2 separate regions of the Mus musculus genome follow, and region 2 is linked to region 1. The links are chromatin contacts, called in public promoter capture Hi-C maps. All regions are on one chromosome and are shown on one strand. Each heading gives the region's core, a stretch centred on a gene start, on an enhancer-like site or on the middle of the called end of the contact. The rest is flanking DNA. Distances are from core to core; before and after follow the strand shown. Region 1 has its middle 18 kb from the start of Klra1. Region 2 holds the start of Ybx3 (Y box protein 3).

Region 1 (4,896 bases), core at 1,469-3,968:
CTCCCTAAAATAAAATGTTTTAAAAAATACATTTTAAACATTAAAAATTAAAAATATCTTATTAGCTTCTTTGCAAAACTATAATGTTTCATTTCATCTGGGCTTGGCTGTGCACAAGGGAGGGAGGGGAGAAAAGAATATTAGTTGGAGGGTAATCATTAATCATGTACAAAATTGTTCAAAATTAAGCTTTAAAAGCAAAGCAATCAAGTTTTAACGTTAAAAATAGGAAAAAAAAAAAACCAAACAAACAAACAAAAAAAAACCTCTGTCTACTTTTTAGTCGTTACCTAGTTACAAAGGAAACCAGATGGGTGGAGTAGAACAATGGGAGTCTATGTGGAAAAAAAAGTCTTTAAATAAAGAAGTGAGAAACCATTAGGAGGTTTTTTTTTTTTAAATTATTATTATTTAGTCTAGTCAAAAAGAATTCTGAAACCTTTAAAACAAACTATAGTCTGAATAAACACCAAATATTCTAGAAAAATTATCCTAAGAAAATGAAACTTGAACATTAGGAACAATACTTTCATTCTCAAAGAAAGTGTTTTAATTGTCGTAAGTATCATAATATCTAATGCAAGATGGCATGGACAGTTGTCCCTCCTAAGAGTAAGTCTCCTAATAGAAGTAAAGTTACAGCTAAAGAAAGAAGGGATAACAGGTTAGAGGGCTTGGAATGAGTAAACCCAGTGTGAGTTTCTCAAAACTTCAAAGAATAATTTTGTTTATTAATGAAAAAGCAGAAATAAAACTTTTTATTATCAGTGCACACTGTCACATCTGTGCTCCAAGCTGAGACAGTTTTCTTCTTTAATGCAGTGGTAATCAGAGACATGAGCTTCAGATTCCAAATGCATTAGATAGACCAAAATATCCAGTACTATATAGAGCAAAATCAAACTTAAAGAGGAAAAGATAGTGGATTTATAGGCCTTTTCAAGGATGAGGATGTATACAGATCTGTTCCTGAGCAGCTGTGGTTCCCTACCAGTTCTCAAGAACATCCATCCCTCTTTCTTCCTCTGTGTCCTCAGTTATCTTTCTTGGTGGACTGCATGCTCCTGTTTGGTATCTTGTACTTGGATTGTAACTATGCCTCCAGTGCCTTCTCTAGAATGCACTTTTGTTCCTGTACAACTGGTGAGGGCACATTCCTGTCTTCCAGCTCCTAGGTTGAGTCTGGAAAATTCACAAGGCCAAGGCAGAAATAAGTTCTAAATTTTGTGAAAATTCACACATATAGGATTAGTATTGTGGGTGCATTTTAAGTAGAAATCTAAAATTTTGACATCCAATTTCAGTAAGTTTGTATCACTGACTTGTGCAAAATCTCCCCTTGTTTCGATGCTACACAACTTGTAATTAGTATTGAGATGTGTTCTGAGAATTTCATTATAATCTGCTTTTTGATCTAAGGTGATTGTTAATCTTACATGAATGTTTTGTGATAAACAGCTATTCAAAGAATTGATGACATTCATTTCCTATTTCTTCAATGTATATTGAGGACATGCTTGAGTAAAAAGACTTCATCTGTACAGAGACATTAAAGGTTACAGTTTATTGGATTCCTCCACAGTTGCAGAGGAAATCACTTCTAGCCTGTGCTAAAACATAGCTATGTATGTGAATACATTGCATTCCTTGTGTTCCAATAAGAATTGTGCCATTTCTTAATGTTATTTTAGTTCATATTTTCATGGTGTGTTAACTATTAACTCAATATTTTGCTTAGGCTGTTATTTGAAAATTTGTTCTTCAAAAAAATGAAGTGATTGGAATTCTAACATAATTTTATTCAGTTGTATTTTTTATGTTAGAGTCAACTTATCTTACACAAAAATTGATGTCTAAGTATGTGTTTCTATAGTGAATTAATTCAAGTGCTAATTTATATATGTTAAAGTAGCAATGAAAACAATGATTTGTAGGGGAAGGCCAGGTCAGAAAGGCAGCAGTTGTTGGGTGGGTGGGGGAGCAACCTCATAGAAGCAGGGGCAGGAAGGATAGAATTGGAGGTTTCTGGAAGGGAAACCAAGAAAGGGGAAAACATTTGAAATGTAAATAAATAAAATATCCAATAACAGAAAAAGTGAACAATTTTTTTAAAAAGTCTTTATGCCTAGGTAGGGAGTTGGAGTGTCACTTATATACAGAGGTATAGTATTTAATTGTTTATATAAATAACTTGAAATTTGGCTAAGGTATTTTTTAAATGTTGATTCTTTATATTTTTAATATCACCAAAGTTACAGAATTAATTTTATTATTTTTTATTTTTTTACTTGGTAAGTGACTGAATCAAACTGTTTCTTAATGTTCCCTCATACAAACTGGTGACAATAAATGTGCTCCTAAAACAGTTAAGGTAACAAAATGACTTATTACATTTAATAAATAAAATGAATAAGCATGAACTTCTTAAGGCATAGAAAAGACCAGTGGGAAAGGCAAAATAAAGAAATGGAACCTTTCTCCTAGGAAAAAGGGAAAAAAGAAAATAGGGATTTTTTTGGCTGTCAACATGAAGCTTTTTTCTAATCTTAAATTTTAATATGCACTCCTTATGAGCATTTTTTATATTATGTCTGTGACTAATTTAGTTTTTCAGTGTAGTCAACAAAAAAATGAACTGCAGGAAATTCTAAACCGCCACCATAACTGCAGCATCATGCAAAGTGACATCAGCTTAAAGGAAGAACTGCTGAGAAATAAGTCTATAGTGTGTGGTCTAGGCTCAATAAAGAACAAAACAGATGGCATGGCAAAACCAAGACTGTTTTAGCTTCCTCTCAGCACACAGATAAGGAGCAGGGGAGGATCATTAACACAGAATTACATTATCATCTATTGTTTCTTCCCTAGAAGCTTTGAAGTCCAACAGGAAGCTAAAGATGCTAGTGATCTCTGGGTTAATCTGTTGGGGATTTCTTGTTTCATGCAGAGGCTTGGAAACCCAGACATTCATGTTTGGATTAGGAGAATCTTATAGTTTATAGAAGTCAGTGTCTGTTTGGCATTTGTACTGCTCCCTGGGGAGGGAATTACAAATCAGCAATCCTGAGAATTTTGATTGTTTTGGTCTATAGGAAAATCTTAGTCTCCAACTTTGTTACTGACAGAGTACCAAACTTTTTAGTAAGAGTGTATTTATCAACTACTTATACTAAAATGGACTTAGAGCATCTACATGGATGCAGTTACAAAAATAATTGTGTGTGTGTGTGTGTGTGTGTGTGTGTGTGTGTGTGTGTGTGTGTGTGCCTGCATTCAATCTGACTTATTTTGAGAGAATTGGCCTGTTTGTACCAAAGTGACCCTTCCTGGAGCAGACATGGGAACTACACCATGGTGTGCATGCATTGTCAGTGACAGATGAATGAAGGTAGAAAGATGAAAAGACCAAGTATTCCAGAAACCTTTTTTACCCTTCATCCTGACTGGTCATCTTTAACTGACACAGTTTATTATTCATCATTAACTATTTTTTTTTCAAATTTGGAGATAACAAAGAGATCATGTATATAATCTTACCCCTCTGTGATAGTAAAATGTGATGATTGTCATTATGTCAGGATTAATATATTTACATTTTTTACATAATATATTTTGTGATAGGAAAAAAGTTCCAAAAACATCTTTGAACTATTCCAGACAAATGAAAAATGCTTTTGTCATTACTTTAAAATAACTTCACTATCTGAAAAGGGAATCATAATGATGTAATGCCTATGATTATGAGGCTGAGGGAGAAGGATTATAACTTTCAGGACAATCTGTACATTGCAGCAAATTCCAGGCCACCATGAGCTACACAAATATACCTCTTCCCAGAAAAATGAAGTTTGGAGATAAAGTTTGTTAATAGAGCATGACTATTACCAGCCCCTCACTAAACACAATATTCATATTGAGCTGATCTTGCTACAAAAACTGCACACAGTTTAATATATTCAACTTGAAAAATCTTTGAAGGTGGGCATACAATTGAAGGCATCAACATAATCAGGAGCACAGGCTATGAACAACAAAACCTCCTTTATATAACTCTTATTTCTCATAAGGTAAGAAGAACATGTAATACAGATAATGAAACATTGGTAAGTGCACAAAAGTACGTGGACCAGTGTACCTATAATGCATTACTTCAGATCTAGAATTCTTCCATCAGTTTAGCTGCCTTGAGTAGCAAGTACTCATTGTCTCTTGTCTAGCTCCTGGTATCTTACAAGTTTCTGCTTCATAGAGTTGGGCTGTTTTAGAAATCTGATCTGCCTGGAATCACAAAGATGTTCCTAAACCTGGTGTTTTTCACTTTGCACACCATCCTCAAGTTCATCCAAGTCCATCACAAAGGTCAGCATCGCTCTTTGGGTTTTACTGTGACACATGATGTCATTCTCTAGTCCAGGGTGACTTGGAACTCACTGTATACCCAAGGCTAGACTGGAATTCACCACTTAGCCTAGGATATCCTTACACTGGTGGTGACACTACTGTCCTGTCTCCTTATTTGGAGTGCTCAGGTTAAAGGCATAAGTCATCATGCTGGGCTGATTCATTTCCCTTTAAGTATTCTTTTGTGTGTATGTGTTACATTTTCTCTCCTGATTCATCAGTGATTGGCACATGAAATATTTTGGTTTTTGTTTTGTTTTTTATCTTGACTGTTACAAACAATGTTGCATAGATTATGAGTATGCAGGGGGCTCTGGGCATTATAGAATCTCAATTTCTGAGATCTGTGAAACTTTTGTTTTTGTCTTTTACACAGGCTTAATAAATACATTATTCTGGTAATAGAATAGCTGAAAATAAATTTAACCATTTACCTTCTCTGTTGTAGGCAGCAAAGTTGAAATACACTGTGTATTGCACCCACCTCGGCCAGCA
Region 2 (4,426 bases), core at 1,148-3,647, 980 kb before region 1:
CAACCCTCACCAGCATAAAGCACAACTTATAATTTAACTATAAAACCATTAGCATGGGGCTTTCCCAAGCAACACCTATATTTTACATTTAAGAACAACTTCTTAAATGTTATTCACATTTCATATTCATATTTTCATTTGATTTCAGTATGGAACATGCAGTGATACTATTTAAAAACTGAGAACTTACAATTAAACTTTTTAAAAAATTTAAAGATTACTTATTTATTTTGGTCTATATTTTTTGGCAGGGGGGGTGAGATTTAGTTATGTAGCTCAGGATGGCCTTGAATTTATGATCTTCCTTCTAATCTCCAAGTACTGGTATTTCAAGGCTAAGATACCCCAACCCTGTCCAGAATTTACATTTATTTGCTTTTTAACATTTTCATTATTTGTAGGTCTGTGTGTGTGTCGGTAAGTATGGGTGACATGTTTGTCACAGCACAAGTATGGAAGCTAGAGGACCGATTTCTGCAGTCCATTCTTCCCTGTACCTGGTGGGTTCTGGGAATTGAATTCAGGTCATCAGGTGGGGCAACAGGTACCTTTACCTGCTAAGCCATCTCACCTGCCCAACATTTGTTTCTTAAAAATTGTATGTGTCATGGATGCACTACACTGATAACAACTTCATTGGTAAGTACATGGCTGTGGAATAATCTGGTCTGTGTTGTTTTCATTTTGCAAACATTTACTGTGTGCACATTGTAGGCTTGGGATTGTGTTAACCAGTGGAAATGCCAAAACTTGAGTTGCACATGAGAACTACCATCTTGATGGCAGATGGTAACTTGATCAACAATTTCCAGGGGGTAGCGGGTGAAAGGAGGGTAAATATGTGGGGAAAGAGGGGATTTTAAAAGAACACTTTCATTGGACCAGACACTGAAAACATGTATAACTTAGCCTCTTTTCACAGCCCCTTTGGGACACTATTTTGAGCTGCAGGGGCAAAATGGCCCTATATTCCAGATAGTCTTTGGTACAGGTCTCAGTTCTTTGGTCAAGTGTTAAGCTTCACTCTGTAAAGGGTAATGTGGACTCCTCTGCTGGGAGTGTTTAGAGGTCATCTGCATGTTGTAGGTCTCATCCTAGCGACCAGGAGGACTCTTGTTCCCTTGTCCTTAAAAATGTTCTTAAGCTTGGCAGAGCAGCACACAACTTTAATCTAATCTCAGCCCCAGGAGGAGAGGAGGGCAGAGATGCAGGAGGATCTCTCAGAGGTTAGTATGGCCTGCAGAGCCGGGTTCAAAGACAGCCAGGGCTAACACAGAGAAACCTGTCTCAAACATACATTTTTCGTTTGTTTGTTTTTTGGTTTTACATTTATGGGGGTGGTGGGACCGCATGCTGCTGCCACGGCACATGTATGGAGGTCAGGACAACTTGGAGTTGATTATCTTCTTCCATCTGGTAGGTCCAGGGAAGAAACTCAGGTGGTCAGGTTTGGAGGCAAGCCTTTACCTGCTGAGGCATCTTGCAGGCCTTACTCTGAGTTGCTCAAGCTTTCCCCAGTTTAGTGCTAATTATAGCCAACTCGAGCAAAAGGTATCATGTGGATTTATTCCACTCTTTCAACGTAGGTTATTAAATACATATTAACAGCTTATTATCTGTTGCCTCTGACAGGTGTAAACCCTGCATTTGCAGTCATTCTGGAAGATCTAGATTTTAATTTTCTCACTTGTGGAGTCGCTAAACGAGGCCTTTTGATTTTATAAGAGTAATTGTTTTGTTTTGTTGGGGAGTAGGGGCGGTATTCCGGCGCACGCACATGGCTGTTTGGAGAGAATCTCTTGCAGCCTTCAAACTTCTTTTGCTCATGATGACCTTGAACTGACCCATGCGAGCACTGGATCCTCTAAGCTACATCTCCAACCCCTTGTCTGTTTTTTTTTTTTGTGTGTGTGTGTGTGTTACTACTTGGAAGGAGGGATAGTTGAAAGACAGCCTCAGTAGCCCAAGCTAGGCTACTCTCAATGACATTCCAGCCTCAGCCTCTTGTGTACTAGGAATACTGGAGCGGGCTAACCACAGCTCCCAGGTTACTCTAGTTCCTATCTCAGCGCCCAGAATACTTTCTGGTATCTGCTGGATGTGCAAATGTAAAGGAGGTTTTTTTTTTTGTTTTTGTTTTTGTTTTATTAAGGCGCTGTGGGCCCACTCCACCTCTCAGGAAGCAGGCTCAGGTGAAAGACGTCTTGGGGAGGGTATGTCTCCTCTGCTCCGCGGCGACCTCGCCCGGGTGCCCGCATCCCCGGACTAACCAGCTCCGGGAGCCTTGCCGAGTAGCGCGGGCGCCTTTAAATGCTAATAAGCAGCTACGGCGGCTTTCCCCACCCTCTCTCTCCCCGCCCCGCGTCCGCCTGCCCGCCCGCCGCCCGCGAGCACTTGCGCGGGGCCATCTTCGGGGCCGGGAGATCCAGCGAGACCGCGAGCGCGCGCGTCCCCAGCCCTCGAGCCGCCGCCCGCCGCCGCGCCGCGCGATCCGCACCGGCCTCCCCGAGAGCGAGCCGGACGCCGCGACTGCCACCGCGCTAACCGCCGCCAACCGCCACCGAGGTGCCCGGAGAGAGCGGAGAGGCGGCATGAGCGAGGCGGGCGAGGCCACCACCGGCGGCACCACGCTCCCGCAGGCCGCGGCCGACGCGCCCGCCGCGGCGCCCCCGGACCCCGCGCCTAAGAGCCCGGCGGCCAGCGGCGCGCCCCAGGCCCCGGCGCCCGCCGCGCTGCTCGCGGGGAGCCCCGGCGGAGACGCAGCCCCCGGGCCCGCCCCGGCCTCATCAGCCCCCGCGGGCGGCGAGGACGCGGAGAAGAAAGTTCTCGGTGAGTCCCTGCCTGCAGCCCGGGAGAGACGGCGGGCGAGGATGGACGTGGATGCAGGGCGGGCTGGGACACGTGGGCCAGCTCTGGGGAGTCTTGGCTGTGGGTCGGGAAAGCAGCACGTTTCCTCGGTGGGGAGGAGGGGACACTAGGAAGGCACGAGAGGGGTGACTTGGGAAGATTTTATTGTGTGGTGTATTTTTTTTTTTTACCCCCTAGGCCTGGGAGGGTCAGGTGTCTGTCTCTGACACCCTTCCCTCGTGGGCTTGGGACAGCCGCCATGCTCCTGCGGGCCACATGCCGGCACAGGGATGTTGCAACGCCCCGGGAAACTTGGGGCGGGCACTCGCCTCCCCTTACTGTGCCCACAGATGCAAAGAGCCTCCAGTACCTTCCAATTGCTGCACCATCCCCTCTCCCGCACCGTGGGAACACACGTGGTGTGACGGCCGGGAAAACTTAGTCGGAAGTGGAGTAGGACGAGTGTCCAAAACACTTACGACTTGTTACTGGAGGGAAAGGGAAGGTGGGGACTGGAGATTTCGCGGGGCGCGGGGCAGAGGTTTTATAACTGTGGCTGTTGTATTTTGTCGCACATTTGGGTGTCCTCATCTTCCTTAAGGAACGCCCGGTGTGAGGCCTTCCACAAGCTTGCCTAGCAGGTGGGTGGTGGATAAGCTCCCCGGAGGGTGTGTGCGTGCGCATGTGGTTTGCTATCCGAAACAGGAAAGTTAACAGATGGTGTAGGATGCTTCAGAAATGTTCACTGTTTCTGGGTGGGGCCGATTGGGCTCGCCTGCTCTCTGAGCTTCCTCCCCATTCTAGCGAGAAAGCTGAAGGAATAATTGTGGAAGAAATAGAACACCATTCGGTGTTCCCCACCCCTGACAGTTCTCTGGTTCTTGTTTTCCCAAGGCTTTAAAAACTTGGTTCCTGCCAATTTTTTTTTTCCCCACTCTCACTAAAAAGTTCCTTAAAGGTCTTGTGGGTGTTACATTGTGGCACTTTCTACCAAGATGCTCCTTGGACCATTTCCACACAAAATGAAAGATAGAACCCTGTGTTGCTAGCCGAAGCAGGTTCTTAATGATACCTTACTAAGGGCAGATGGAATCCTACAGGTTTTTACTTGATCCTTGCACTTTTGAGATAAGAAAAGTAGATAATATCTTTGGAGATTGGGGGTGGGAGGTGGGTGGTGGTGGTAGGGCGATAAAGGAAGGTTAATTTCCGCAATCCCCAGCAGTTTAGTTCTGTTTCTGCCAGATACCTGGTGATGAGTCTGATGTCTTTCATCCTGCCACCTCAAAAAGTCCAGACTCAGAAAATGAAGGGCAAGCCTCCACCTGACACTTTGAGCACTGTTTGTCTTTGTCCGATGTGGTCTGCCATCTCCTGTGCCAGGCCGACACACGGATATCCAAAATGTTCTGGACTCAGGACTGACTGAAATGGATATCTTGGACGCTCTCATTCTGGTCTTTGCAAAGGGGCCTTAACTTTGGTTTATACCGTGTAGTCCTTTAGGGAAAACAAGTTTATTCAAGTAAAAAGATCTGGGTAGGCGTATTTTACCAACCAACACCTTCTTGTGTACTTG

The links. Promoter capture Hi-C pulls out the DNA fragments that hold promoters and counts their contacts.
Region 2: a contact with region 1 is called in a promoter capture Hi-C map of the HPC-7 cell line. The contact joins the promoter of Ybx3 here to the enhancer-like site in region 1. A contact is called at or near these places in 6 of 39 promoter capture datasets (the HPC-7 cell line, cranial neural crest, maxillary cranial neural crest and 3 more) and 1 of 115 datasets of contacts at active chromatin or transcription factors (large pre-B cells).

Annotation. Positions count from the first base shown.
Region 1 is chr6:130,402,918-130,407,813 of GRCm38.p6, reverse strand. It overlaps the pseudogene Gm6584. Among named protein-coding and RNA genes, the nearest start is that of Klra1, 18 kb to the right of the region's middle. Within about 2 kb of position 2,718, at least 7 of the 459 cell types and tissues checked have an H3K27ac peak or open chromatin away from gene starts, as enhancers often do. A contact at or near this core is called in the HPC-7 cell line, where this site is marked.
Region 2 is chr6:131,386,421-131,390,846 of GRCm38.p6, reverse strand. Ybx3 (Y box protein 3) reads left to right here and starts at 2,397. Exons shown (of 10, transcript NM_139117.2): 1 at 2,397-2,829. The coding sequence starts at 2,592.